Regions from separate parts of the Mus musculus genome. Here all the other regions are linked to region 1. Evidence: chromatin contacts called from public promoter capture Hi-C data. All regions are on one chromosome and are shown on one strand. The core of a region is the stretch at or near the end of the contact, and the rest is flanking DNA. Distances in the headings are between cores, read along the strand shown. Region 1 holds the start of Thoc2l (THO complex subunit 2-like). Region 2 holds the start of Klhl8 (kelch-like 8). Region 3 has its middle 46 kb from the start of Gm26519. Region 4 holds the start of Gbp9 (guanylate-binding protein 9). Region 5 holds the start of Gbp6 (guanylate binding protein 6). Region 6 holds the start of 4930542N06Rik (a long non-coding RNA gene).

Region 1 (4,511 bases), core at 179-2,678:
TCAGAGATCACCCCAGTGACATATCTTATCCAATAAGGTAACAACTCCTAATCCTTCCCAAATAGTTCTACCAGTTGGGGACCATATATAAGAAACCATGCATGCTCAATATTGCTCAAAAAGCTAAAAGTAAATCTACCATGACTCAGATCCACTCCTCTGCATATGCCCAAAGGACATCCTCCTACAGATGCTTGCTTAGCAGTGTCCATTGCTGCTCTGTTCACCATAGCTAGCGAGGGGGAACCACCTAAATGCCCTTCGAGTGATGGACGGGCAATGCAAATGTGGCACAGATACACCACAGGATAAAGGAAAATGACATCATGATGTTTGCAGGTAAGTGCAGCTCTTGCCAAGATGCAGGCATTAAATAGTTGCTGGGGAAAGAAAAATGAACAATCTCCCACCCACATTCATTATTTTCATATTGGGCAAAGACATCTAAATAGAAATAATTGCTTGGAAAGTGACCAAGCCACTTATACAGTATCTACTGTTATATGCAAGGCAATGTAGTGGATCCTGATCATGGTAAAAATTTTTTTTAATGTGCATCTCTATCTGTCTACAGCTTACTATTGAATCAAAAAAACCTTATTAAGTCATGTGTTTGAGATACATATATGCATATTTGCACATCTCATTTGATTTTATGTATTTCTGTTGCTTTGTAACATAATGGTCAGATATATACTCCTGAACAATTTATTGATTTTATACATACACGACATAATAACCAGATAACAACAGAAATGACAATTTTCGGAGATGGGGTCAAAATATGAGTTCAATTCTTAATGTATTTAAAACCTGATGCCTTTTTAAATTAAAAAGAATTTTAATCTAAAAATAAAGAAGTTTAACTTTCACCCCTCATCAAAGCTTCTTTTCATACTGGATAGAGAGCATGACAGACACCCACAAGTAGCAATGTCCCAGTTCTCCCAGTACAATGTGCAATAACTATAAAATATTTCCAAGTTTCTGTATAATGCATACATACATCCTTCTGATAAAAAGTTTTATAAATAGCTTTAAGGGCTTGGTTGGGAACAAATTTTGGCAGCTGTCTACAGTGAACAAGTATTTTAGTCCTTCCCTAACTCATGCCTTGACTTCTCTTGAGATGCAACATACTTTGGGAGATAAACAGACTTTTTCCATAGTACACTACCAGATTTTCCACCAGTTGAACCACATCATTTTCGGAAAGCTCTCAGAATTGTTTGTATTTAGCATTCACATTCAAATGAAACCGCCAGTGCACACAGTCACCTCAGCAAGGCATTTTCTAACAAAGGCGCAGTGATGACCAACGACCTCAGTCCCCACCCCGCCCCCCGCCCCCCGCCCCCCGCCCCCCGCCAGCAACCGAAGTGCGGCCGCGCGTGCGCAGAGGACTCGCTGCACCGCCGCCGTCCCTCCGCAGTGACGTCAGCCGAACGCCGAGGAGATCCCGACCGGTTTCCCACCGCTCTGTGGAGTCGGCGGTGTGTCGTTGGTGTCCCTATCGAGCTGGGTCAGGAGGGCGCGGAGCGGTGAAGCCCTTCCCGAGCCGCGGCGTAGAGGCGGTTCGCGGCGGCTGGAGCGGGGAGGCGCGAGCCGGCGCGGTCGCGGCGGGCGGCGCGGGCGGAGCGCGAGCGAGCGGTGAGTCGGCATGGCGGCCCCCAGGCGAGCGGGCGGGCTGCGGCCTCTGTCCAGCTCGGCGGCGGCTTGGCGGACCGGGCTGTGCTAACACACGCAGGGGAAAGCCACAGACCCCCGAGTCTTTCCGGGGCGTTCTTGAAGCGAACAGACCTTAAATGAGATCTGGTGTCACCGGGCGCTTCCTCAGCCCCGGCATTTGGTGGCTCCCGTGAGCGTCTCTGGGCACATAGAACGCCTACCTGGCCCGCAGGCAGTAGGTGGTTTCTGGACCGCGAGCTCCGAAGAGTTAAACTGTGTGCCAGGTGCAGTAAACTCAGGAACTGGAGCGAAAGGAGTGAAGAGTTGACAGCACTACCGGGAATTACTTCAGTATTCCTCACCCGGTTCTAATAAGTAGTTTTTTGCAATATTCTGAAGCTGTGGAAATGCTGGATACGGGGAAGGTGGTTGCGATTAAATTAAGAGAAAGGACGGGGTGCCAGGATTTTAGGAGTGTGTTTTGCCGTCCCTAGGTTTGCCTGCTACATTTGCCCTCAGAAATTTACCTCCCGTAGGAGATTTTCAGGATCATATTTACAACCAAAATCAGAATATTATCAGCTTAAATTGACACTGGGCATTATTGTTAACTTGAACTGGGAAGCCCCAGTTCAAGAAACTCAGCCAAGGTGCATGGACAAGAACGTTGATTGTTTATAGAGTACTGAAAACACTGCAGTATACTTTATACAAATTTGAAGGCATGTATTCATGATATGCCCAAATATTTGGCAGAAGTTATTCTTTTGAATGCTTTGCAGAAGACGTCTTAATCTTAAACACTCATATAAATACTCTCGCTTCATTTCAAGCCAAAATGGGGATGCTAGCTTCTTTATACTTAACAGTTATTTTGATACCAGCAAGCTTTGTAGTTCCAAAAGATGGTGTAAGTAGCATGGGTCGCCTAAGGCCATTGGAAACCGTGTTCACATTACAGTTCATAACAGTAGGTTATGAAGTTGCAACAAAAATAATGTTATGGTTGGGTCACTACAGCATGAGGAACTAACTGTATCAAAGTGTTGCAGCATTAGGAAGGTTGAGAACTGCTGACATAGAGGTAAAAGAAAACACAAAAGAAAAGAAAGCACATCACAAAATAGAGACCAGGATAGTCAGCCAAATGAAACATTCTGGTATTATGAAAATAAACCATGTAGGCCAAGTTTAATTCCCACCACTGCTGTAATGGAGAGGCATACATGTGTGTGTGTATCAAATGCCTATATATTATGTAGGCTGAGTTTCATTCCTACCACTGCCGATGTAGAGAGACATGCATGCGTGTGTATCAAATGTCTGTATGTAGTCTAGGGGTTCCCACCCTCCTCCTTTTCCTCTCCTTTCACTTAGAATAGGTCTAAACCAATAACCAGACCACAGCAAGGAAGCATGGATAGTTACTGTTTCTAGAACCCCGTGTTGAACAGAATACCTAATTTGATACTGTAAAGTGTATTCATTAAGAAACTTCTGGACCTTTCTTGGAGAGTGAAATTATTAGAAAGGTACCAGGGACAGATACAAGGTGACTGTTTTATACAGTCCATCTAATTGCCCTTAAGTTTATTTGTTGGTTTTTTCAAATTTTTTAAAATTCACTTTATATCTTTATGGTTGTCTTTTCCCCATCTCCCCCTCTCACAGTTCCTCCACCTCACTCCTTCTTCTCTAAGTGGAGGCCCTCCCAACCCTGGCACATTAAGTCTCTGCAGGGTTAGATAGTTCCTACTGAAGCCAAACAAGACAGCCAAGTTAGGGGAACAGATTCCACAGACAAGTAACAGCTTTTGGGATAGCCCCTGTTCCAGTTACTCAGGACCCAACATGAAGACTGAGCTGCACATTTGCCTGGGGGTGGAGGGTTTGGGGGTGTGTTGAGGGGCTCATCCGTGTATGGTTTTTGGTTGGTGGTTCAATCTGAGAGGTCCCTAGCGTCCAGGTTAGTTAACTGTGAGTCTTCCTATGGAGTTCCTATACCCTTAGGGGCCCTCAGTCCTTCCCCCAACTCTTCCATAAGAGTCCCAGAGCTTCATCCAGGTGGAGCCTCTCAGAGGACAGCCATGCTAGGCTCCTGTTATGTGCGTCCTTTTGGGTCTGGGTTACCTTTCTCAGAATGATGTCTTCAGGGTTCATTCTTTTGCCTACAAAATTCTTGATGTCTTTGTTTTTAATAACTGAATAGCATTCCATTGTTTAGATAGATGTAGCACATTTTCTTTATCCATTCTTCAGTTGAGGGCCATCTAGGTTGTTTCCAGTTTCTGGCTATTAAAAATAAAGCTGCTATGAACATAATTGAGCAAGTGTCCCTGTGGTATAGTGGGGCATCTTTTGGGTATATGCCCAGGAGTGGTATAGCTGGGTCTTGAAGTAGATGGACAGGGCTGTGTTTAAGAAAGGTTAGTAATAGAGTTTGAGACTCTTACCAGTTAGGTTCGTTCAGCGTGTACTCTGAAATTTGGGGTTTTCAGCTCAGTGCTGACCCATGCATAAACACTGCCTAGTTTGTCCATCCTAAGCCTCCTGTTAACTCAGAAGGCATAGGTATACAGGCAGCTTCTGAGATCTTTGTTCACGCCTAGCCAGAGTCTTCTGCGATGCTTAACTCAGGCAATGACTGAAAGTTTTTCAGATCTGTTTACTTTGAGAATGGAGTTAACATAGCAATTTTCCTTTGCTCTGACAGCTTTGGTGTTTCCTTCATGTTCCAACATTTTGGATGTTAGTTTGCTTTCCTGAGAACACTATTAAAGAACCATAGCATAGTTAAATTTTAATTGCCTCGCATTGCCAGAATGAACCTGTTTTTGTTACTG
Region 2 (4,595 bases), core at 1,775-4,274, 600 kb before region 1:
GTGTATGTGTGTGTGTGTGTGTGGTGTGTGTGTGTGCGCAGTGTGGTATAGCCTGACAGCACATGGCTTGTCTACCCAAAGCCCCACAATCAACACGAAACACTCTTGCCAAGCCAAATGCAGTCACTTTATGAGATGTGATTGTGAATACTGTAATCCCAGGAACTTGGGAAGCTGAAGCAGGAGGATGTGAAGTTTAGAATCATCCCAGGCTACACAGCAGAATGTTGTCTCAAAAATACAACAAAGTAACAGAGGGAAAAAAAAACCTTTTGAGAAGAAGAGGACTTCCAACCCACTTTGAGTGAGAATCTGTTGAATCGGGCCTACTCTCCAGCAAACAGAGACAGACACAGAACTAATTCTTAGACTCCTGGAAGACCAGAGTTCAGAGTGGGGGGTCGGAGGTGGGGTGGGGGAGTTTCCAAGGTGTCACCAGTCCTTCCTAATTTCTAGGTCTAGTTTGCAGGGACCAATTAAATAAATCATAAGCAAAGAGTCAGGCAGAGGCACAGTCAAGTATTAAAACTCCTGCACCACCGGCCCCTCAGCAACAAAGCGAAGGCAACAATGTCTACACAGCACTGGCCACCAGGGAGGAAACTGCACTGGGGCTGGAAGAATATGCAGTGTAAAATGGCCCCCACATACAATAACGACTTAATCCTCACAATTCCGGGAAGACAGAGGCAGGCGGTATTTTTATCCCTCTTCCCCAGCTAAGGAAACAGGTTCAGATAACAACTTGCCATGATTAAACAGCCAATGAGTGGAGAGCAGGGATTTTAACCCAAGAACTAATTGCAGACCTGAGCTCAGTCCACTATTATACCTCCTCAGAGCAGAGCAAACAGGCTGACCGACCACACATGAGATGCTGGCCCAGGACGCAGTAAACAGCAATTAGTGTATTCAATCTCCAGCACTGCAAAAACGTTTTTTAATTAGAAGATTTGAATATCCGATTTCCTCTTATTTCATTACTTAATATAAAACTTTCTTCCAGAGAAAGATATAATTATACTAAAAAGCCTACCACTAAAAATCATGGCTTTTTGTTTTTTTAGGAAACATTTGTTCCTGCTCATGTTTTTAACTCTTTATATACAAAAATAAATTATTTGTTGAAAATTCAGACATAAGAAATGGCTTAAGCTGGGTGGTGGTAGCATATGCCAATGCTGACTCTGGTGATAGATGCAGGGAGATCTCTCTTGAGTTCATGGCCAGCCAGTCTATAGAGCTAGCTAGTTCTAGGTCAGTCAAGGCTATACAGAAATGCCATCTCGAAAATCTGAAAGAAGAGAAAGGAAGGAAGAAGGGAAGGAGGGGAAAAGCTTAAATACCCATTTTTAGCCTTTTGTTTAGATTTTGCTGCTGCTGTTTTGAGACAAGACAGGCCCAGGCAGGTCTCAAACTCAGTGTAGCTGATGATGACTCTCAGCTTCTGGCTCTCCTGTCTCTCAAGTACTGGGATCACAGGTACACACCGACACATCCAGTTTGTGCAGTGCTGGACATGAAACCCAGGTTAGGCAAGCACTCTATTTGAACCCTAACATAAAGGACAGAATTTTGAGAGATCATGAAACATCAGTGTAGGTTCTGATACCACGAGGGACTTTACAACAGGGAGGTTGGGTTTCTGTAGGAATGGGGAAATTATACACTCTGGTTAGCTTTCGCTGTGACTTCAAATTAGGATTTGGAATTTATTAAGGAATGTGTAACGTTACAAATTAATAGCACTAACAGTTATCAAATGCTAAAAGAATAGTTTTAAACGTAAAAATTCAGACTGGAGATGTACTCAGTGGTAAGTAGTGTGTTCTCCCGGCATGCTCAAGGTTGGGGGGTGGGAGGTAGAGTGGAGGGGGAGGGGTAGAATAGGAGAGGAGGGGTAGAAAAATATAAGAATGAATATAAATCCAAGCGCATACAGCTGAATACAGCATCTTGTGACTTCTTTTTATACTTGTGTTCCAACTATTTGGTATTTTCAAGGCAACATGACTAAAGTTTTAAGTAGGTCAGTTGGTTTGACTGACAAACCAAAAAATAGGTGCCAGGAGAAAGCAGGCAGAGAAGCAAAGGCTAATGATAAAGCTACCTGCACGCAGTTCACAAGCTCTGGTAGCACTAGCAGAGGGTCTCTGCTCAACTAAACGTACCCCACCCGCCCCTTAGCACGGCCAGGGCTCACGGAAGATGGGGAAACAAGACTGAAAACAATTAACGAGGGGGGGGGGGGCGGGGAGAGAGAGAGAACAGCATTAAATAGAAAAAAGAAAAAAAGAAAAAAAACCCACGTGTACCTGGCAGGTTAATTACTGTGGCAACCCAGGTTCTAAGTAAGACCTATTGCCCAAAGTATCTGCCTACGCTAATACCTTAAGGTAAGAAGCAAAATATAAAGGTAGGCAATTAAAGCAGGTTGGCAAGAATATTCAAAACTGCGAGGATTTCCACGAAATGCATGATAATAAATACTGCCTGCAGGAAAAGGAAGGTAACAAGCTCCCCAAACCGTAACATCAGGGCCGTGCAAGCCCGGGAGACGGTTGGGAACCCCAAACTGTGTCCACAAATCGGGGACCCTCCCTGGAGCAAGCCACGAGCTCAGCCTGGAGCAGCGCCACCCGGCCGGGTACGGATTTTGCAGGAGCCCCGCGAACCCCGGGAGGGGGACACCCCTGAAGTCGCCCAACCCGGACCCCGAGCACCTGCGCCGCCGCTCAGGACAGCGCGGCCCGCGAGGCCCGCCCGGATCCCTTCGGTTCCCCGAGGGAAGGCGCCGGCGCCGCCCGGCAGCTCCTCACCGACGCGAGCGCGGGTGACCGCTCCAGGCTGAGACCCGCGCGCGGGATAACGCAGCGGTTACCTCTGTCCGCGGCCGCCGCGCAGGCCGAGCCGCCACACCCGCTCCGCGCCGGCGCCGCGCCAGCCCCGCTTGGACACCCCGGGGACGCGCTCACCGGCCCGACCGCTCGCTCGTGCCCGGCTCGGCCGAGCGCTCTTGAGAGCCGCGGGGGCGGGGCGGGGCGGGGCGGGGTGGTGAGGCACGAGCGTGCTGCGCGCCGCACTCTGGGAAATGTAGTTCTCTGTTGCCTCTTTGAAGAGCGCGCCTGCGTTTCCCTTCCATCCCTCCCAGTATTCATCCCCTGCGTGGGGAATATCCCAGATTTTATAGCTATTCCTATCAGTTTTATCTCATGCTCTGCAAAATGTATACAAAACAGCTTGTGTCTGCAAAGCAAGGAAGTAATTGAACTAAATACCGAGTGTTAAACACAATTGCTAGTATAAACTGGTGAGATAAGGCAAACTCTCAGTAAAGTTGCTGGAAATGTAGGGAAAAAGAGCAAGGGCATATATTAGGATAGTTCCCTGAACTCTTTTTTTCCAGGGCATTCTGAAGCTTCCAGAATCTTCAAAGCATATTCGAAATGTAGCCATAGACCAGGTGGCTTGGTGCAGGAAGATAAGGTCAGCTGTTCCTGTGGCTGAGATATAAAGATACAAATTGGATCCAGCCTAGGCAAACCACAGAGACTCCAGCTGGGCCTGAAGGAGACAGGTGTCATCACCTGCTCACTTGCACTGGTTTGCTTGTGCCAGCTAGACCCCAAAGGTCCCAGAACCTGCTCAAACATCACCCACGGGTGGGAACCGTTGCCTTAGGGCCACTTCTGCAGGGCTCCTCGAAAATGAGGATCCGAAGTCCCCTGAAACAGAGAGCTCAAATCCATCCTTCTTCCTCAAGTGGTTTTGGTCACGTATTTCGGTACAGTGAGAATAAATTGCTACAACTCTGGACCTAGAGAGGAATTTCTGTTGGCATAGCGGGTTCAGGCAAAAATAATAATAATAATAATAATAATAATAATAATAATAATAATAATAAATCTTAAAGTTAAATATTCATAGCAAATGGGGAAAAAACGAGGGAGCGGGGCAGCCAGGACAAGGACCTGTCCTTAGAGGGATACATCCATAACAACAATTTCACCTAATTATTTTACATATCTATAAAGTGAAGATAAACTAAAAAGAAACGAAGCATGTGGTTTTCTAAATCTAGAGATTTTTCTTAGCTTCATTTGAGAATACACAAGCTGGTTCATAAACAGAGGATATTAGACTCCCCTACCCTGATCTCTATGAATTAAAACCAGAAAGGATGTGATGACACCTCCTGAGTAATTATCTGATTGCACTGGGTGGGAATAAACGGTAATGTTAAATCCCAGTCGGCATTTGCATTTTATATTTTAAGTCTCCCCCTCTAATCCTGGATTAAAAGGCTTTAAACCTCCACCAACATTTCAGATGCTGTCTGCAAATGGATTCGGAAAACTTAATCAAGAAGACAATTTCATCTTCATCTGTAAAGGAGATGAAGCTTGCAGGCAGCAGCAGGAAAGTCTGGACAGAGTTGCGGAACGTCTCAGCGTGAAAATGAACCATCAAGACAATCACCTCCCTGCTGCAGCACCTCACTGGCTTGTATCCCTGTCTGCCCACTCATGGACTCTGACCATCCCCTTCCTCTATGCCAGTCTTACTTGTTTAAACTTCTCTGAACCAGGAGTTGT
Region 3 (4,070 bases), core at 181-2,680, 850 kb after region 1:
CAAAGGCAAATCGAAGGCTCCTCCATTTTCCTGTGGTGCCTGAGTGAGCTCAAAGGCTGACATAGAAGCTGCTGGGTCCAGATCTGAAGCCTGCTGCAGCAGACAAGATGCTGTGCTCAGGAGTGTGGCCCTAGGCTTAGGAACAATGGCGTCAGCTGACACAGAACTGAGTTCATTACTTTGTGGGAACCTCACTTCCAAATAGGAGACCCCAAAACTCAAAGACAAGTGTGGGGATCTCACTGAAGATCTGGAATGCCATTTATTCTAAAGACTCTGACTGTCACAAGTGAGGGAACCCACAGGCTCTCAACCCCTTATGCTTGGCTGCACCCTCTCCTTTACCTTATTTTCCCACTCTTGTTGACCATGAAAACATTCTCTAATGGGACTAAGGCATCACTCTTTCATTGTTCAGGTCTCTTCTGGTGTTCATATTCTTTTTTTTTTCATTTTTTTTCATATTCTTTTTCATGCCCCTGCCCTGCTCTGAAGGTATGTTGAGAGATTTTATAAATCTTTTGTTACAAACATTTTCATCAAGAATTTACATTGGATCTTAAAATAATAAACTTCTCCTTTTGCCTTTTTACTATATTTTCTCAGTAGCTATTCTCTGAGAGATGACAGGAAGACTGTGCACGAACACAGACAGCTGAAAATCACACAGCCACACTGACTTTGGAAGCCCTGTGGGAGGCTTTAACTGTGGAGGGCAGGGAAACAGCAGACACTGAAGAGTCACAATGACAGTTCTGAGACTTCAGTGAAGTTTTCAACCAAAACCATCACCCATGCCAGGAAGCCTTTCTAGATGTGACACATAGGTATGACAGTGTAAAATGCAGTGTCTACAAGCACTCTGCAGAAGTATCTGGGGTGTGGACACATGGCTTAGTTTGTAGATCCCTGGCCATTCAAGCCTGAGGACCTGAGATTAGATCCCCATGTGAGGCCATGTGAGGCTGCAGTGTGCATATGCAACCTCAGTGCTAGTGTGGCAAGGCACGTGACAGCGGCAGAAGAATACTGAGAAACAAAAGAGGTGCTCTGCCTCACACAGCATGGAGAGCAAGGACCTCCATCACAGTGAGACACACATGAACATGCACGCATTCATACAAACGTGTGTGCACACAGCATGCACACACACATAGAGACAGAGTCAGCAAGAAAGAAACTGAGAGACAGAACAGAGAAAGAGAAAGACACAGAGACTTTTTAAAAAGAAGAAAAATCTCACCAGAGTAAGTAGTTTAATAACCTTTGTACTTTAATTTTGTAGTTGGATATCTTGTTGGAGCCTTTAAAAAAATCACTTTCCTATTTTGCTGACACAAAATGCAACTGAGTTCCTAGAAATGCCTCATTTACACAACAGCTCAGTTGCTTTCAGTTTGCATCAGAATCATGTTCCAGGAAATGCCTTTCAGGGGCTGAGCTTTGTCAGGGTTGTCTCTCTGGCTGCCCGGCAACTCTGCTAAGCTGGAAGAGCATTCAGTTTAGAGGGTGAATCCTCAAAAGTCAAACCCCCAGACTCACAATTTCTTTTTTTTTCTTTTAATATTTTTATTAGGTATTTTCCTCATTTACATTTCCAATGCTATCCCAAAAGTCCCCCAAACCCTCCCCCACACTCCCCTACCCACCCACTCCCATTTTTTGGCCCTGGCATTCCCCTGTACTGGGGCATATAAAGTTTGCAAGTCCAATGGGCTTCTCTTTCCAGTGATGGCCAACTAGGCCATCTTTTGATACATATGCAGCTAGAGTCAAGAGCTCCGAGGTACTGATTAGTTCATAATGTTGTTCCACCTATAGGGTTGCAGATCCCTTTAGCTCCTTGGGTACTTTCTCTAGTTCTTCCATTGGGGACCCTGTGATCCATCCAATAGCTGACTGTGAGCTTCTGTGTTTGCTAGCAGACTCACAATTTCATAGCAAGTATATGCTTGGCACTCTTAAAGTCTTTCTATACTTCAACCGAATGTATACAGGCCTGCTGCACACATGAGCATGAACATGCACACACATGTGCACACATATGCACATATATTACAGTGCACAGACATGCACAAGTACACACAAACACACATGCACATATACAATACATGCACACACAGTACAGTGCACAGACATGCACACACACACACACACAAACACATGCACACACACACATACATGCACACACAATACAGTGCACAGACATACACACTCACACAGGCACATACATGTACACACATGCACATACATGATCTTGGGTGGTATAATAGGTCATCATTCAGGTCCCTGAGTTTGGTTCTCAAGGCTGAAAAGAGGGTAAGGTGCTTTGTTTTCTCAGGTTTTTCAGGAGCTGTAGTGTGTCAACACCATCAGACACCTCCTCATGCTCACCTCATAGCTTCCGTGCTCCCTGCTCCTCACCCTCACTCCTCTCCTGTGCTCCCTGCTCCTCACCCTCACTCCTCCCCCATGCTCCCAGCTCTTTACCTTCACTCCTCTCTTGAGCACCCTTCAATAGTCATGCTCAGTCTTCTCCCTCACGACCTTCAGACACTGAAACCTTAGGGGCTGAATTCTCTCTGAGAGCCGCTGAAGTTGACCAGCTCTCCCTTGGTGATCACAGATGTCTCTTCATTCTTCTGTACAAATCACCTCCTTATCTACTACTGATTCCTACAAGGAAAATGTACAGAGATGTGACCAAATGGGAAAAAACAGAAAGGAATTTTCAAAGAACCTAGTAAAAATGTCAGTTTGACTACCTCTCATGAGAAGTAGTTTCTGGTGTATTAAGACTTGGAATAAGTCAAGAATCAAAAATGTGACTTATTCACAACTGAAAAGACAACAATGACTTCCTTCTCACAGGCTGTGTGAGCATCAGCAGCCTCTGGAACATGTCTGAGGGGAGCCTCAGTCACTGGGCCTTCTACCCACTGTAGTGGTCAGCTGCCTTCTGCACAGCTACTGAGTTCTCATGCAGGACTAGAGTTGTCCCCAGACAAGGCACTAAGTATAGTTTGCAGCCCATACACTCTTGGGTGTATAACATTCACTGTATGGTGGTCATCCCACCAGGGGCTGCAACACTAAAAAAATAAAAACATGACTCCCTCAGCCCCCACCAGTAGCTGTGACTCCTCAGCTAGAAGTGGAATTCTGTGTCCCCTTCCATCTAGCCAGGACCAACAACAGTGATAGTATTTCTACCACATTTTTTTAGAGAGGCCCTGGGTTTTAATAGATCAAACCTGTGCCTGAACCCAGACACTATTGCATATGCCAGAAAGATTTTACTGAAGGGACCCTGTTATACCTGTCTCATATGAGGCTATGCCAGTGCCTGGCAAATACAGAAGTGGATGCTCAGAGTCCTCTATAAGAGGGAACACAGGGCCCCCAATGGAGAAGCTAGAGAAAGCACCCAAGGAGCTGAAGGGGTCTGCAACCCTATAGGTAGAACAACAATATTTCTACCTCTTCTGTGATAGAAATAACTTTTCCATTGAAACTACTCCACTGTTGATTGCATCCACCTAGGTTGTCACCTGAGTCCTCAAATCCTCTGTGAACTTTGTGAAAATATATATAAATATCAAATCTCCAACTCAGTAAAATCCATGTCTCTGAGATTGAGTCTAAGATCACAAGCACTCACTGAAATGGAGTAAACCTTTGACTTCCTCAAAAATTCAGTCCTTAGACTCAACTACACAGGATGTGGAGCCTTTCATGAGATGTTTAAGTGGGAAGTGCAGAGGTCTTGTGGCTGTAACTGCTGTTCTTACAAAATCTCCCCAGACAACTCACTGGCCCTCCCATAGTGTGAGGAGACACCATAAGTCAGTGGTCATTAACCTAAATGACAACTCCTCAGACACCAGCATGCTGATACTCTGATTTTGAAGTCCCGGGGTTTAAAACTAAGAAATAAGTTTCTGTTATTTTTATGTTCATCCTTTGTGTAGGGGGTTTTTTAATCCTAGCACTAAAAGACACGAAAACATGCATGTCTATACTTATTCTGACTGTCAGCGCCTGCATGTTCAGGTTTACACTTCATTGCA
Region 4 (4,230 bases), core at 783-3,282, 600 kb after region 1:
GAATTGGGAACAAAACACCCATGGAAGGAGTTACAAAGACAAAGTTTGGAGCTGTGACGAAAGGATGGACCTTCTAGAGACTGCCATATCTGGGGATCCATCCCATAATCAGCTTCCAAACGCTGACACCATTGCATACACTAGCAAGATTTTGCTGAAAGGACCCTCATATAGCTGTCTCTTGTGAGACTATGTCGGGGCCTAGCAAACACAGAAGTGGATGCTCGCAGTAAGCTATTGGGTGGACCACAGGGCCCCCAATGGAGGAGCTAGAGAAAGTAGCCAAGAAGCTAAAGGGTTCTGCAATTCTATAGGTGGAACAACAATATGAACTAACCAGTACCCCCCTGGAGCTCCTGTCTCTAGTTGCATATGCATCAGAAAATGGCCTAGTCAGCCATCAGTGGAAAGAGAGGCCCATTAGTCGTGCAAACTTTATATGCCTCAGTACAGGGGAACGACAAGGCCAAGAAGTGGATGTGGGTGGGTGGGGGAGTGTGTGGGGGACTTTTGGGATAGCATTGGAAATGGAAATGTAAAAAATACCCAATTTAAGAAGAAAAAAAGATTCTAGAGTCACTTGATGATGTGTGATTTGGCTTCTTATAGCTCAGTGAGGCTGAGGCTTGCTTTGGGTTAACATATATATTTATTTGAAATTGTTTGCTTAGGTTTGCTGATGTTTGCAGGTTTAGCATAAATGAAGTTATTTTAAGAGCTACTTGGTTTTGTTGCTCAATAATTCTTCAGACCCAGTGTTCATTATAACGTGGCTTTGAAAAACAGTGAGGAAGTGCCAATCAAATCACAAAGCATCACTTCATACACACAAGGACAGCTACCACACAAGGCAAAAACAAATACATGTCACCTGGAATTTAAACAACTCAGGTGTCTGTACTCTGCAGCCTAGAACACAGAATATTACCTCACAGGAAACAGTCCTGACTTCTGAGATAATATATAGTTATGTTTGACCTAAAAGCTCTTCTTTGATTACAACATAAACAAACTAGAAAACAAGGACTTGGATGGACCTTTGAGCTGTATTGATCATAGCATCTGTATTTACAATACCCACAATGTGGACACAGCCCAGTCTCCCACCAACAGATCACCAACAGATGCATACATTAACACAGTCTGATAGCATGCACAATAGAATGTTATTCAGCAAAAAAAAAAAAAAAAAAAAAGGAATAAAATTCTACTGCACACTACTTTATAGACCTTCATATACTTAAGGCTATCCATGGACCCTGCAGACCAGACAACACAGTAACCTACCTCCCCTGCCCTGTCTTTAGTCCCACATGAGCATGAAGACATTATGCCAAGAAAAGAGAATGTGCAAAATCCTAAGACGTTAGATACAGGTGACATCACTTAATTCCAGAAACCAGGCTCTCTGCAGCTTAGTTCCATGTGAAATAAGACTAGCAGCCCAAACAAAATGCACATAGCACTACGTGATCTCTACATCTCATACAACATAAACATCAAGAGAGAACTGGACTATTTTCTTACACTTAATTCAAAGTCAGTGAGGTAGGAACTAAGTTATTTCGAGATAGAGGTTTGCCAAGCTCTTGTGCTGAATTTTCCTCACAGGGTTCCTCCACAGAAAGACTTCCCTCTGACTACAGCTGCCTGTGAACCAGGGCAGGAGCTGTAGCTGTGGTCCCAGCTGAGGCAGGACCAGGGCTCTTCCCACAGCTTCTCCAACAGAGCAGGGCAGCCAGCTGTGTCAGGCTACAACTTTGTATCTGTCCTTTGTCAGAGGAAAGAAACTGACCTCTTAGACCTAAAGCCAGCCACAGCCCCCTGCAGACCAGAGAGCTCATAATCTGCCTCCCTTCCCCCTCCCTCAGTTGCCCCTTTGACTTGGAAATCAAGCTGAGGTCCAGACTAAGTTGCTCCTTAAAGAAAGGAAAAGTAAATATACCTGGTCCCACAGCACAGGTCCAAGTGCAGTTCTCAGCTGCTGCTGCCTCCTCAGGCTCACTTCTGCTCTCCTCCCTCCTGCTCTCTTTGTTCCTCTTTTATGTGCGCTGACCACACACACACACACACACACACACACACACACACACACACACACACACACAGGATGCAGCAGAAACAAAACTGAAAGTAAAGTAAGCCAAGGCATTGTTAACTTGGCCAAGACTGGAAGGGGAGGTCAGAGGATGCTTAGTGTCAGAAAAGTCAGTGAGAAACTGTGTTGCAGCCAAGGGACAGCAGGCCTCCACTGTGGAAAGAGTTTACATTCTCTTTCTTTGGAACCCATCTCCAGTTTCCTCAGCCTTCTAGGCACAGATAAAGCACAGTAAACCCAGACCCCTATCAGTGGAAATGACACAATCTGGGAGGATTGCACGTGTGCTTCTCTCAGGGGAAATTCCAGGTGCTTTTTGAGTGAAGAGCTTTAATGTTTTAAACGTGTTTTCTAAAACAGGAACCATAACTGTTGCCATTTCTTTCTGGACTCTGTCCCACAGTTTCCTGACAACAGCGAGCTGGGCATGACTCACTATAAAAAGGGCTGCTTGTCCACTCTGCCCTCTCTCTCTCCCTCTCTCTCTCTCTCTCTCTCTTTCAATCTCTCTCCCTGAGATCTTCCTCTCTTCCTTTCTTACCCTCTTCTTTCTCAAGTCCTCTCCCTGCTTCCTGTCTCCCTCTCTCTGTTCCTCTTTCTCTGTCTCTACTACCCTTTCAAATCCCCTGTCCATGTCCAAAATAAACTCTATTCTATACTATACAATTGTGTGGCTGGTACCTCAGGAGGACAGGATGCCTCAGCATGCCCCCACCCCCCATACCACCTTCCACTTCACCATACCCCACCTCCACCACACATATCCCTGGCTTCTTTTTCTTTTTCAGAAAACACAACAGTTGTTCTGAAAACTGTTTTTAAAGAAGTAATTAAAGAATAGTAAGTAGGAGTTGTGTTCAGGGTAGCAGCTAAGAAAACTCACTTCAGAGGTGGAAGCTTAAAAATGAAGCTTTATTTTCTGAGCTCTTAGGAAGGCAGCCAGTTTGGGATCTGAACTTTGTCCCTGATGGGAGATTGAACACCATTTGTAAAGGATGAAACACAAAGCAGTGGGGAGAGCTGCAGAGTGTGATCCATTGTGTTTTCACAGGAAGGATTAAACAAGGGAGTACCCCTTGGAGACTGGGCCATATCCAGGCACCTAGCTTCAGGGTCCTTAATTTATTCTCCTAGACATTAGGTGCAGAACTCAGAGTGATAAAGGGACAAAGGAGCAGGTCAGCAGCATGGAGGTAAACTGGTACCTTAATTCTACTTCAGTGAACTCTCTCTCTATTCATCATGAATATTATCAAATACCTATTTCTGTATAGAAAGAAACAAAAGTACCAAATAATGTGCGACAATGAAATACTCAATGCACAGTACCACACCAGAATATGACTTAAAAAGGAGACTCACAAATCCTCTGACCTTGACTCCTGGTCCTAAGACTTATACTAGTGAAGATGTAAGAGCAGAAAACATTGAGTTACTGTAGAATGTTTGTACCATGATTGTTGTCAGGTAACTATGCCATAGAATATTTTTTTTAAATACTGGGTGGTCAAAGACAGAACATTTCCATCTGGAGAGTATAAATTTATACTCTGTGGACCTGTTGAAGCTTTCAGCTCTGGCGTTGCCTCCTGAGGATGAGCGAAAGGGAGTTACACTAAGCAGTGGTACAGTGTTTTAGGCCTCGTTTTCATCATTCCTACCCAAGTAAGTACTGCCTCTACCAGTGTGATGGTTTGTATGTGCCAGGCCCAGGGAGTGGTACTGTTAGGAGGTGTGGCCTTGTTGGAGTAGGTGTGGCTTTGTGGGTGTGGCTTTTGGAATGGATGTGCCTTGAAGACCCTCAATCTATCTGTCTGGAAGTCAGTATTCTGCTAACAGGCTTCAGATAAAGATGTAGAATTCTCAGCTCCTCCTTCACCACGCCTACCTGAATGCTGTAATGCTCCCACTTTGATAATGGACTGTAACTCTGAACCTGTAAGCCAGCCTCAAATATATGTTGTCCTTTATAAGACTTGTCTTGGCCATGGTGTCTGTTCACAGCACTAAAACCCTAAGACAGCCTGCAAGTATTGATGGTCAATGAGATACTGAAAGATCCCCAAGGGCAAATGTGATCCAAAAGCACCCACAGACGTGATGGTTTCAATATGAAAGGGTTTTCCAGAGTC
Region 5 (4,494 bases), core at 558-3,057, 790 kb after region 1:
GACCTGTAGTAAATCACATGTGTGATAAAGGGTTACTATCTGAAACAAAGTGGCTCTACAATTCATCACAGACACCTCAGTTCTAAACTGAGAAAAGCACTGGGTTGAAATTTCTTCAGAGAAGGCTTACAAATGTCCATGAGCACACAAGATAGTACTCAATATTGCAAATCACCTTGTATGAGAAAACTATAAAATTTTTAAATAAACTTACTTGAAAAAGATGTAATGTCCAAATTGGGATGTACCAGAGTGAAAGGTGAAGTGTCTCTGTTCCCAGGACAGAATGGCAATCAGGTTTTATTAGGGAAACATGGATGCAAAATGAAGAAACTTTCCGTTACACTATTTCTGTTTTGCCATGCTGAGGGACATGGTGTAAGAGTCTAGAGTCACATGATCATGTGTGATTTGGCTTCTTAGAGCTTACTGAGGCTGAAGCTTGCTTTGGGTTAACATACATATTTATTTGAAATTGTTTACTTAGTTTTGCTGATGTTTACAGTTTAAGCATGAATGCTGTTATTTTTAAGAACTACTTGTTTTTGTTGCACAACAATTCTATAGACCCATTGTTTCTTATAACATGTCTTTGACAAATATTGAGGAAGTGCCAATCAAACCATACACACAAGGACAGCTACCACACAAAGCAAAAACAAATCCATGTAACCCAGAATTTAGACAACTCAGGTGTCTGTACTCTGTGGCTAAGAATACAGAATATTACCTCATGGGAAACAGTCCTCGCTTTTGAGAAAATCAATACTTATGTCTGATCTAACAGCTCTTCTTTGATTACAACACAAACAAAATAGCAAAGAAGGACTTGGATGGACCTTTGAGCTGTAGTGATCATGGCAGCTGTGTTCACAATACCCACATTGTGGAGACAGCCCAGACTCCCACCAACAGATCACCAACAGATGCATACATTAACACAGTCTGACAATGTGCACAATAGAATATTATTCAGCCAAAGAAGGGAATAAAATTAACTACTGTACACAACTTTGTAGACCTTAATAGACTTAGGCTAGACACAGACTCCTACAGGTCAGACAACACATAACCTGCCTCCCCTGCCCTGCCCTCAGTCCCAGATGAGCATGAGGACATTATGCCAAGGAAGGAGAATGTGCAGAATCTCCAGAAGTTAGATACAGGTGACGTCACTTAACTCCAGAAACCAGGCTCTCTGCAGCTTAGTTCCATGTATGAAATAAGACTAGCAGCCCAAACAAAATGCACATAGCACTACGTAATCTCTACATCTCACATACAACATAAACATCAATATAGAACTGGATTATCTTCTTACACTTAATTCAAAGTCAGTGAGGTAGGAACTAAGTTATTTCCAGATAGATGTTTGCCAAGCTCTTGTGCTGAGTTTTCCTCACACGGTTCCTCCACAGAGACTTTCCTCTGCCTACAGTTGCCTGTGAACCAGGGCAGGAGCTGTTGTGGTCCCAGCTGAGGCAGGACCAGGGCTCTTCCCATAGTTTGTCTAACAGAGCAGGGCAGCCAGCAGTGTCAGGCTGCCACTTTGTATCTGTCCTTTATCAGAGGAAAGAAACTGACCTCCTAGACCTAAAGCCAGCCACAGCCCCCTGCAGACCAGAGAGCTCATAATCTGCCTCCCTTCCCCCTCCCTCAGTTGCCCCTTTGACTTGGAAATCAAGCTGAGGTCCAGACTAAGTTGCTCCTTAAAGAAAGGAAAAGTAAATATACCTGGTCCCACAGCACAGGTCCAAGTGCAGTTCTCAGCTGCTGCTGCCTCCTCAGGCTCCCTTCTGCTCTCCTCCCTCCTGCTCTCTTTGCTCCTCTTTTATGTAAGCTGACCACACACACACACACAGAGAGAGAGAGAGAGAGAGAGAGAGAGAGAGAGAGAGAGAGAGAGAGAGAGAAGGAGTTAAAAGAAATCACATGCTGCAGCAGAAACAAAACTGAAAGTAAAATAAAATAGGCCATGTTAACTTGGCCAAGACTGGAAAGGGAGGTCAGAGGTTCCTGTCTATCCCGAAAAGCCAGTGTGATACTCTGTTGCAGCCAAGGGACAGCAGGCCTCCACTGTGGAATCTGTTTACCTTCTCTTTCCTTGGAACCCATTTCCAGTTTCCTCCAGCCTTCTTGGCACAGATAAAGCACAGTAAAACCCAGGCAGCCATCAGTGGAAATTACAAAATCCGGGAGTATTGCAAGTGTGCTTCTCTCAGGGGAAATTCCCAGTGCTTTCTGATCAAACATGTTTAATGTTTTAAACATGTGTTTTCTAAAGCAGGAACCATCCCTGTTGCCATTTCTTCTGGGCTGCCCCACAATTACCTGGCAACAGCCAGGTGGGCATGACTCACTATAAAAGGGGCTGCTTGTACCCTCACATACCCCCCTCTCTTGCTCAATTGTCCTCTCTTCCTTTTTTACCCTCTTTCTTCTCTGTCCCTCCTCCTCCTTCCTCCCCTCTCTATCCCTCTTTCTTTGTCTCTACTAACCCCTCAACTCCCCTCTCCATGTCTTAAATAAACTGTATTCTATACTATACAATTGTGTGGCTGGTACCTCAGGAAGAAGGTAATGCTTCAACACTGGCCCTCAGAGGTACCCCTTTTCACCTCAACATACCAGGTATGACGTTTGTATATTCTTGGACCAGAGGGTGGCACCATTTGGAGATGTGGCCTTGTTGGAATAGGTGTGACCTGGTTGGAATAGGTGTGTCACTGTGGTTGTGGGCTTAAGATCCTCACTCTAGTTGCCTGGAAGTCAGTCTTCCACTAGCAGCCTTTGGATGAAGACATAGAACTCTCATCTCTGCCTGTGCCACGCCTGCCTGGATGCTGCCATGCTCCCACCTTGATGATAATGGACTGAACCTCTGAACCTGTAACCCAGCCCCAATTAAATGTTGTTTTTTTATAAGACTTGCCTTGGTCATGGTGTCTGTTCACAGCAGTAAAACCCTAACTAAGACACCAGACAGCCACCAAACATATACCTGACTTCTTTTTCTTTTCATAAAACACAACAGTCAATTTTAAAACCTGATTTTAAAAGAAGCAATTAAAGAATAGTAAGTAGGAGTTGTGTTCAATATAGAAGCTAAGAAAACTTCAGAGATGGAAGCTGAAAAATGAAAGCTTTAATTTCTGAGCCCTTAGGGAGGCAGACTGGGGTCTGAACTTTGTCCCTGATGGGAGATTGAACACCATTTGTAAAGGATGAAACACAAAGCAGGGGGGAGCTGTAGAGTGATCCATTGTGATTTCACAGGAAGGATTAAACAAGGGAGTACCCCTTAGAGGCGGTGTTGGCATCAGGACATCCCAAACCTGTGACATCACATAGGCGACAGCATGACCTGCTACCTTCTGACTGGTTGCCAAGACAACAGGCACCATATTCCCAACATCCACTTGACTCACCTGTGTTACATCATTTTCCATATAAATGAGGAGAACGCCCCTTCCTCACTCTCTCTCACCCTTCTCTTTCTGCCACTACCTTGTCTCTCCCTTACAATAAAACCTCTTCCACATGGAACTGCCTTGGCCTAGTGTGCTGTAGAGACTAGACCCGGCATTCTAACTCATCAGACTGGGCCATATCCAGGCACCTAGCTTCAAGGTCCTTAATTTATTCTCCTAGACATTAGGTGCAGAGCTCAGAGTGATGAAGGGACAAAGGAGCAGGTCAGTGGCATGGAGATAAACTCTTACCTTGTTTCAACTTCAGTGAACTCTGGCTATTCATCTGATGTGTCAGCACGGCCACCCATCTGCAGGCCCAGGTAGAACGCTCACAGAGTCCACACCAGGACTGGGAAGAAGTTCATGTCAGCAGGTTCTTGAATTCCAAGAAGGCCAGAGGAGTCCCTGGTCTGGAGCAAAGCAGGGATGTGTCCAACTTCTGTCAGTTGAGTGGCACTGCTGAGACAGGATTGCAAGGAACAGCAGGAGGGAGGCTGCCTCTATTATATTGAAAGAGAGAGAGAGACGCTGTGTGTGTGTGTATTTGTGTGTGCACGTGTGTGTGTGCTCAAGCACAGGCGTGCCAATGTACATATTTGCTGAGGTTTTGAAACAGTGCCTCTCACAGAATCAGGACCTCTCTGCTTTGCCATACTAGCTGATTGCTGAGCCTCAGGGCCTTGCTGTCTCTGACCCCACCCCAGCCTTGGGATTACAGGCACACACTGCCATACCCAGCTTTTCACTGCAGATCCAAATTAACATCCCCATGCTTGCATAACAGACCCTTCACGGAATAAGGCATCTCCTTAGGCCCTTAATTTGAATTTTTATGAATCCACAAGGTGTCATAGACACACAAGCTGCTTGCTCTCCTTAGTGTGGTGCCATCCTGGACCACAAAACGACACGTAGTAGGTGTACAGTCTCCTGGCCAATTAGAATTAGCGTCATAGCTGAATAGCCCTCTGACCAGTTATGCCCATGGTATTGTATACAAAGATGCTGTGTGGATGCCTCT
Region 6 (4,486 bases), core at 1,866-4,365, 910 kb after region 1:
AGCCAAATGTGTGTGCACTGCAGCTCACATCCATTTTAGCAGGCACTATGCTAGCTGCACATGGCTTATGTATGCTTTTGGTCCCAGCACTCTGCAAGCAAAGGTGGATCAAGGTCATCCTAGTGTACATAGTATATACAGGGCTGTACAGTGAGTATACAGTGTATATACAGGGCTGTACAGTGAGTATACAGTGTATATACAGGGCTGTACAGTGAGTATACAGTGTATATACAGGACTGTATAGTGAGTATACAGTGTATATACAGGGCTGTATAGTGAGTATACAGTGTATATACAGGACTGTATAGTGAGTATACAGTGTATATACAGGGCTGTATAGTGATTATACAGTGTATATACAGGGCTGTATAGCGAGTATACCGTGTATATACAGGCTCTATAGCGAGTATACCGTGTATATACAGGGCTGTATATCGAGAGACTGGAAGAGGAGGAGTAGGAGAGAGAGATGATGTGCCCTCTGAACATACCGTCTCTACAAGAAGAGGGTCTATATTTTTAAGATAATTCATTACTATAGCTGCTTTGGTATTCTGTCTTCACCTCTATCAGATCTATATTTCATTTTAAAAAAGGATTTCTCGTTATCACAGAAATTGAAAAATTACTAAAATGAAAAAGAACTATTTTAAGATTGACTTTTAACTTGTGTGTGTGTGTGTGTGTGTGTGTGTGTGTGTGTGTTGGGGTGCACATGAGTGCAAGTGTTTGAGGAGGGCAGAGGCATCAGATTTCCTGAAGCTGGTGCTACGATGTTGTGAGTCATGTGCTCTTAACCACCAAGTCATCTCACTAACCACTAAGCCATCCCTCCGACCTCTGGAGAAAGAACTATTAATGCTGGATACTATTCTGTCTCTTATAAACCACCCAAAGTTCTTCCAAGAGCAGAGAAAACTCACCTCATCAAGGCAGCCACATGGTGTGGAGCTTACATATTGCTCAAAGACCTTTCTGTTTTATTCCAGGAAACTAACACAAGAGAGACCTGCCAATCCCACAAGTTAGGAAATTCCTTCCTGGGGTCACTGAGTTCACCTACCTATAAGATGACAAACTTGAAGCAATCCCTTACTTTCTAACATCTGTGACTTTAGTGACCATCAATTATACAGAGGAACTGACCACACACACCTCTGGTCTTAGTCCCTTTGTCACATGAATGGAAAGACCCTACCGCCAGAAAGAGTGAGGCATTGCAGAAAATTAGATCATTTTATTTTGGCTTCTCTAATCTACAGCTTGTCTGAAGAGCCGAGAAGATGAACCACCATTTTAAGATGACGTCCAGAGCAGATAAGCAAGAGGAAGACACCAAATATGTTCTTTAAGGGCCAAGATGATGCTGATGTGCCAGGTTTCAGATTTGAGAGCAGCTGAGGCCATGATGCACCTGGAGCCTAAAGCAAAAACGGAAAAACCTGAATGACAGCCCAGGAGTTTCCAGAGCAGTACAAAGTCCTCTATCTGGCTCCTACAACTGTCGTAATAAGAACTGCCATCATTTGCTGATGAAAATTAGGAATGTATTAACAGCAATCACATTTAACAGCTACATCTGTGGGGTTTGCCAGACGTAACACATTTTGAATGAACTTGATCTCCGTTGCTTCCTATTGATAGGTTGAGCTACAAACAAGGAAGCCGATTTTAATATGCATCCCCATTGAATTTAAACTGACCACCAAGCTTATAATCTCTGGCTGTAGAGACGAGGACACAAAGGGTTAAGTAACTTCCCCAAAGTCACACAAGCAGCCATGTTGTTGTGACAGAAAACATTATTAGGGTCTTGGAGGAGGAAATGTCCCTTCTCAAACATTAAGCCAAGAAAAAAATCAGAAACGTCCAGCTTATAATGTTAGAATACTCTGATTCTATTACAGCACTTACTTTTCCCCCTCAAACTGATACTTAAAAAACTCTTTGTCTGGGGGCTGGAGAGATGGTTCAGTGGTTAAGAACACTGCTTTTCCAGAGGTCCTGAGTTCAATTCCCAACAACCACGTGGTGGCTCAAAATCATCTCTAACAGGATTGGATGCCCTCTTCTGGTGTGTCTGAAGACAGCTACAGTATGCTCACATAAAAATACAAATCTTAACAAGAAAATAAAAAAACAAACACCTCTTTGTCCAGGTGGTAAGCAGTTTGAGGGCCATACTTACATCTAGAATTACAAATGTGTACACAAGGTCATACACACAATTTAATGACAATATGTTGTATGTTCAAATGAAAGAATTAAAAAAAAAAGATGTGTGTGTGTGCAGTGTGTGTGCCACGTATGTGGGTGCACGTGTGCGGGGGAGCACATATATGTAGGTGCACATGTGTGTGGGAGCACATATATGTAGGTGCATATATGTGTGGATGCCTTTGGAGGCCAGAAGAGGGTGTCAGAACGTTTGGAGCTGGAGTTGTCGGCAGCTGTGAACAGAATTCTGGTCTTCTGCAAGAACAGTCTGTGCTCTTAGCTGTGGAGCCGTTAGTCCTCACAGTGTTTTCAATGTTTGCTTCAGACTCAATGCAACTGCCACTCAGAGTGAATTGGACAAGGACCGGGTATAGCAGTGACTTCCAGGGCAGTTCGGGCTGGAGTTCTGATATGACTGGTCGCTACTGGATACAGCGCAGTCTTCCACACCTTCGTAGTGTGTGGAGGTATTGGGTGCCCAACTGATCAGGTGACTCAAATGCTGTCTTCTTTTACTCCTCTGGGAGTGTTTTGTTACCTAGGGATGGGAACACCATAGCAACTAAGAGATACAAATCTTGCTGAATTGAATCCTTGTGCTAGAAATAACCTGGACAAAGACTGAGCTTAAAACAGAACAGGGAGGGTGTGGGGGAGTTAAAGATTCGAGGAGGAGGATAGAACTATTAAATAGCCCAGAGTTCTGAATTTGGATTAAATTTTTGCTTAACTTGCAAGGCACACTGTTACTCTTCAAATACAGGGCCATTAACAGGAGAAGAATGTGGATGGGGGACAGGTGACCATCCTCAATGAAATACTATTATGTGTACTCCCTCTATCTTGTCACCTCACGCTGAAGATAAAGACACTGGAAAGAAAAAGATGGTATTGGAGGCCCAGAAGCTGCTTAGTTTCTCCTCCTTCCCAGGGGCCCTACAACCTTTCCAGTCACTCGACTTAAAGAGCGTTAAAGGGACTTCACTAAGGCAGGCTCTGCGCGGCACACCCCACCCTTCCTGGTAGAGTAAGTTGTGTCAATAACAAGTTTCTCAGGGGTGCACACGTGAGAAGGCAGGGGTCTTCTGCTGGGGTGGAGCGCCTGGGGAACGGCCATAAGGCCCGGCTCCTGGGTTTCTGGAATGCAGCCCCAGCTCCTGGCGAGGCGTGTGGCTGCCATGCACCGCGGATGCCAGGCTGGGCGAGTGCATCCGGGCGGCCGCATGGCGTTGGCTCCGGGAGGTGGCAGCTGCGCTTTGTGTGCAGCAGGAGGGTGAGTCACCGGCCCCCGCGGTTCGTCCCAAGGCCGGGTGGACTCTCGGGCCGGGTGGCGGAGCGATCCGGGTAAGGGCGGCTCGGAGGCGGCGCTGCGCGTCCCCGGCTCCCGCCTGCGCAGCCTGCGCAGCCCGCGCGCTCCGCTCCTCCTCCGCGCGCGAACTTAGTCAGCGGTTCGCGCCGCCGCGCGCCCATTGGCCGGCCGCGCGCGCCGCGTCACAATGGAGCGGCTCCGGGGCGGCGAGCCGGGCAGCGCCGGGGCTTCCCGCTGAGCCGCAGCCGCCGGAGTGCGGGCGCCGGCCGCTCGGCTCGCCCCGGCCGGCCGGGCAGCGCGGGCCTGGGGGCTCCGACACGAAGGTAGGCGGGGACGGCGGGGGAAGGGGGAGCGCAGCAGCAGGTGGGGGCGGCAGGGCAGGTGCTGTTACCTGGCGGCGCCTCACCTGGGTCTCCCGCTGCGGGCAGGTGGCACAGTCACCTGCTAAGCCGCGGTCGCCCGGCTCCCACGCCCCCGGGGGAAGGAGGGCGCGGTCCCTTGCGGGCACCTCTCCTGGATGTTGGGGTCAGATGGGGCGAGAGGAGGGGGCGGCCGCGCCCAGGCGGTGCCTTCGTTGTCCCTACGGCTGAACACGCACCTGTGTATCCACCACCCCCCTCCCCGCCCCCGAAGGGAAAGGCCCTCCCTCTCCACCCTGGTCTCCCCTTAAGTGAAGGCGCTCGCTCGAGGGGGTCCACACCAGGTCCCCGCCGTTTGCCCCCTGCCCTGGAGCCTCCTGTCGACATTTTATGCTCTGGGGTATTTACTGGCCTACAGCTGTGATTTTAGCGTTTGAGCTGGAAGGGGTCAACTGATTTCCATTTAAAGACTCGGTGGTTCCTCCTCCTAGGTTGCAGGTGCTGACAGGTCAGAAGGAAGAGGCTCGGTAATCCGTGTCCTCAACTGACTTCCCAAAGTCCGTAGGTTGCTTATAGTCATGTGTTTGTGGAAGACTTT

The links. Promoter capture Hi-C pulls out the DNA fragments that hold promoters and counts their contacts. Capture Hi-C pulls out chosen DNA fragments and counts their contacts.
Region 2: a contact with region 1 is called in a promoter capture Hi-C map of liver, with 2.3 times the contacts expected there. The contact joins the promoter of Klhl8 here to the promoter of Thoc2l in region 1. A contact is called at or near these places in 3 of 39 promoter capture datasets (embryonic stem cells, liver and second pharyngeal arch cranial neural crest).
Region 3: a promoter capture Hi-C map of liver shows a contact between it and region 1, with 3 times the contacts expected there. The contact joins the enhancer-like site here to the promoter of Thoc2l in region 1. A contact is called at or near these places in 7 of 39 promoter capture datasets (the 3T3-L1 cell line, 3T3-L1-derived adipocytes, cranial neural crest and 3 more), 1 of 484 Hi-C or Micro-C datasets (bone marrow-derived macrophages) and 1 of 115 datasets of contacts at active chromatin or transcription factors (bone marrow-derived macrophages).
Region 4: a contact with region 1 is called in a promoter capture Hi-C map of pre-B cells, with 7 times the contacts expected there. The contact joins the promoter of Gbp9 here to the promoter of Thoc2l in region 1. A contact is called at or near these places in 8 of 39 promoter capture datasets (3T3-L1-derived adipocytes, the C10 cell line, the HPC-7 cell line and 4 more), 1 of 484 Hi-C or Micro-C datasets (erythroblasts), 4 of 115 datasets of contacts at active chromatin or transcription factors (bone marrow-derived macrophages, effector CD8 T cells and memory CD8 T cells) and 2 of 9 other capture datasets (adipose tissue and liver).
Region 5: a contact with region 1 is called in a promoter capture Hi-C map of liver, with 6 times the contacts expected there. The contact joins the promoter of Gbp6 here to the promoter of Thoc2l in region 1. A contact is called at or near these places in 12 of 39 promoter capture datasets (the 3T3-L1 cell line, 3T3-L1-derived adipocytes, the C10 cell line and 6 more), 4 of 115 datasets of contacts at active chromatin or transcription factors (bone marrow-derived macrophages, cardiomyocytes, embryonic stem cells and 1 more) and 3 of 9 other capture datasets (adipose tissue, liver and macrophages).
Region 6: a contact with region 1 is called in a promoter capture Hi-C map of pancreatic islet. The contact joins the promoter of 4930542N06Rik here to the promoter of Thoc2l in region 1. A contact is called at or near these places in 6 of 39 promoter capture datasets (the 3T3-L1 cell line, the C10 cell line, cranial neural crest and 3 more), 2 of 115 datasets of contacts at active chromatin or transcription factors (astrocytes and large pre-B cells) and 3 of 9 other capture datasets (adipose tissue, liver and pancreatic islet).

The regions. Positions count from the first base shown.
Region 1 is chr5:104,506,922-104,511,432 of GRCm38.p6, forward strand. Thoc2l (THO complex subunit 2-like) reads left to right here and starts at 1,429. Exons shown (of 8, transcript NM_001166581.2): 1 at 1,429-1,650.
Region 2 is chr5:103,908,235-103,912,829 of GRCm38.p6, forward strand. It overlaps Klhl8 (kelch-like 8), which reads right to left and starts at 3,025. Exons shown (of 10, transcript NM_178741.4): 1 at 2,882-3,025.
Region 3 is chr5:105,352,846-105,356,915 of GRCm38.p6, forward strand. No RefSeq gene overlaps it. Among named protein-coding and RNA genes, the nearest start is that of Gm26519, 46 kb to the right of the region's middle. Within about 2 kb of position 1,431, at least 31 of the 459 cell types and tissues checked have an H3K27ac peak or open chromatin away from gene starts, as enhancers often do. A contact at or near this core is called in liver, where this site is marked.
Region 4 is chr5:105,108,260-105,112,489 of GRCm38.p6, forward strand. It overlaps Gbp9 (guanylate-binding protein 9), which reads right to left and starts at 2,033. Exons shown (of 11, transcript NM_172777.4): 1 at 1,946-2,033.
Region 5 is chr5:105,291,892-105,296,385 of GRCm38.p6, forward strand. Gbp6 (guanylate binding protein 6) reads right to left here and starts at 1,808. Exons shown (of 11, transcript NM_194336.2): 1 at 1,735-1,808.
Region 6 is chr5:105,412,061-105,416,546 of GRCm38.p6, forward strand. It overlaps 4930542N06Rik (a long non-coding RNA gene), which reads right to left and starts at 3,116. Exons shown (of 2, transcript XR_389449.3): 1 at 2,192-3,116; 2 at 1,226-1,424. Lrrc8b (leucine rich repeat containing 8 family, member B) reads left to right here and starts at 3,715. Exons shown (of 5, transcript NM_001033550.3): 1 at 3,715-3,852. It overlaps Gm32051 (a long non-coding RNA gene), which reads left to right. Exons shown (of 2, transcript XR_389452.2): 2 at 993-1,862.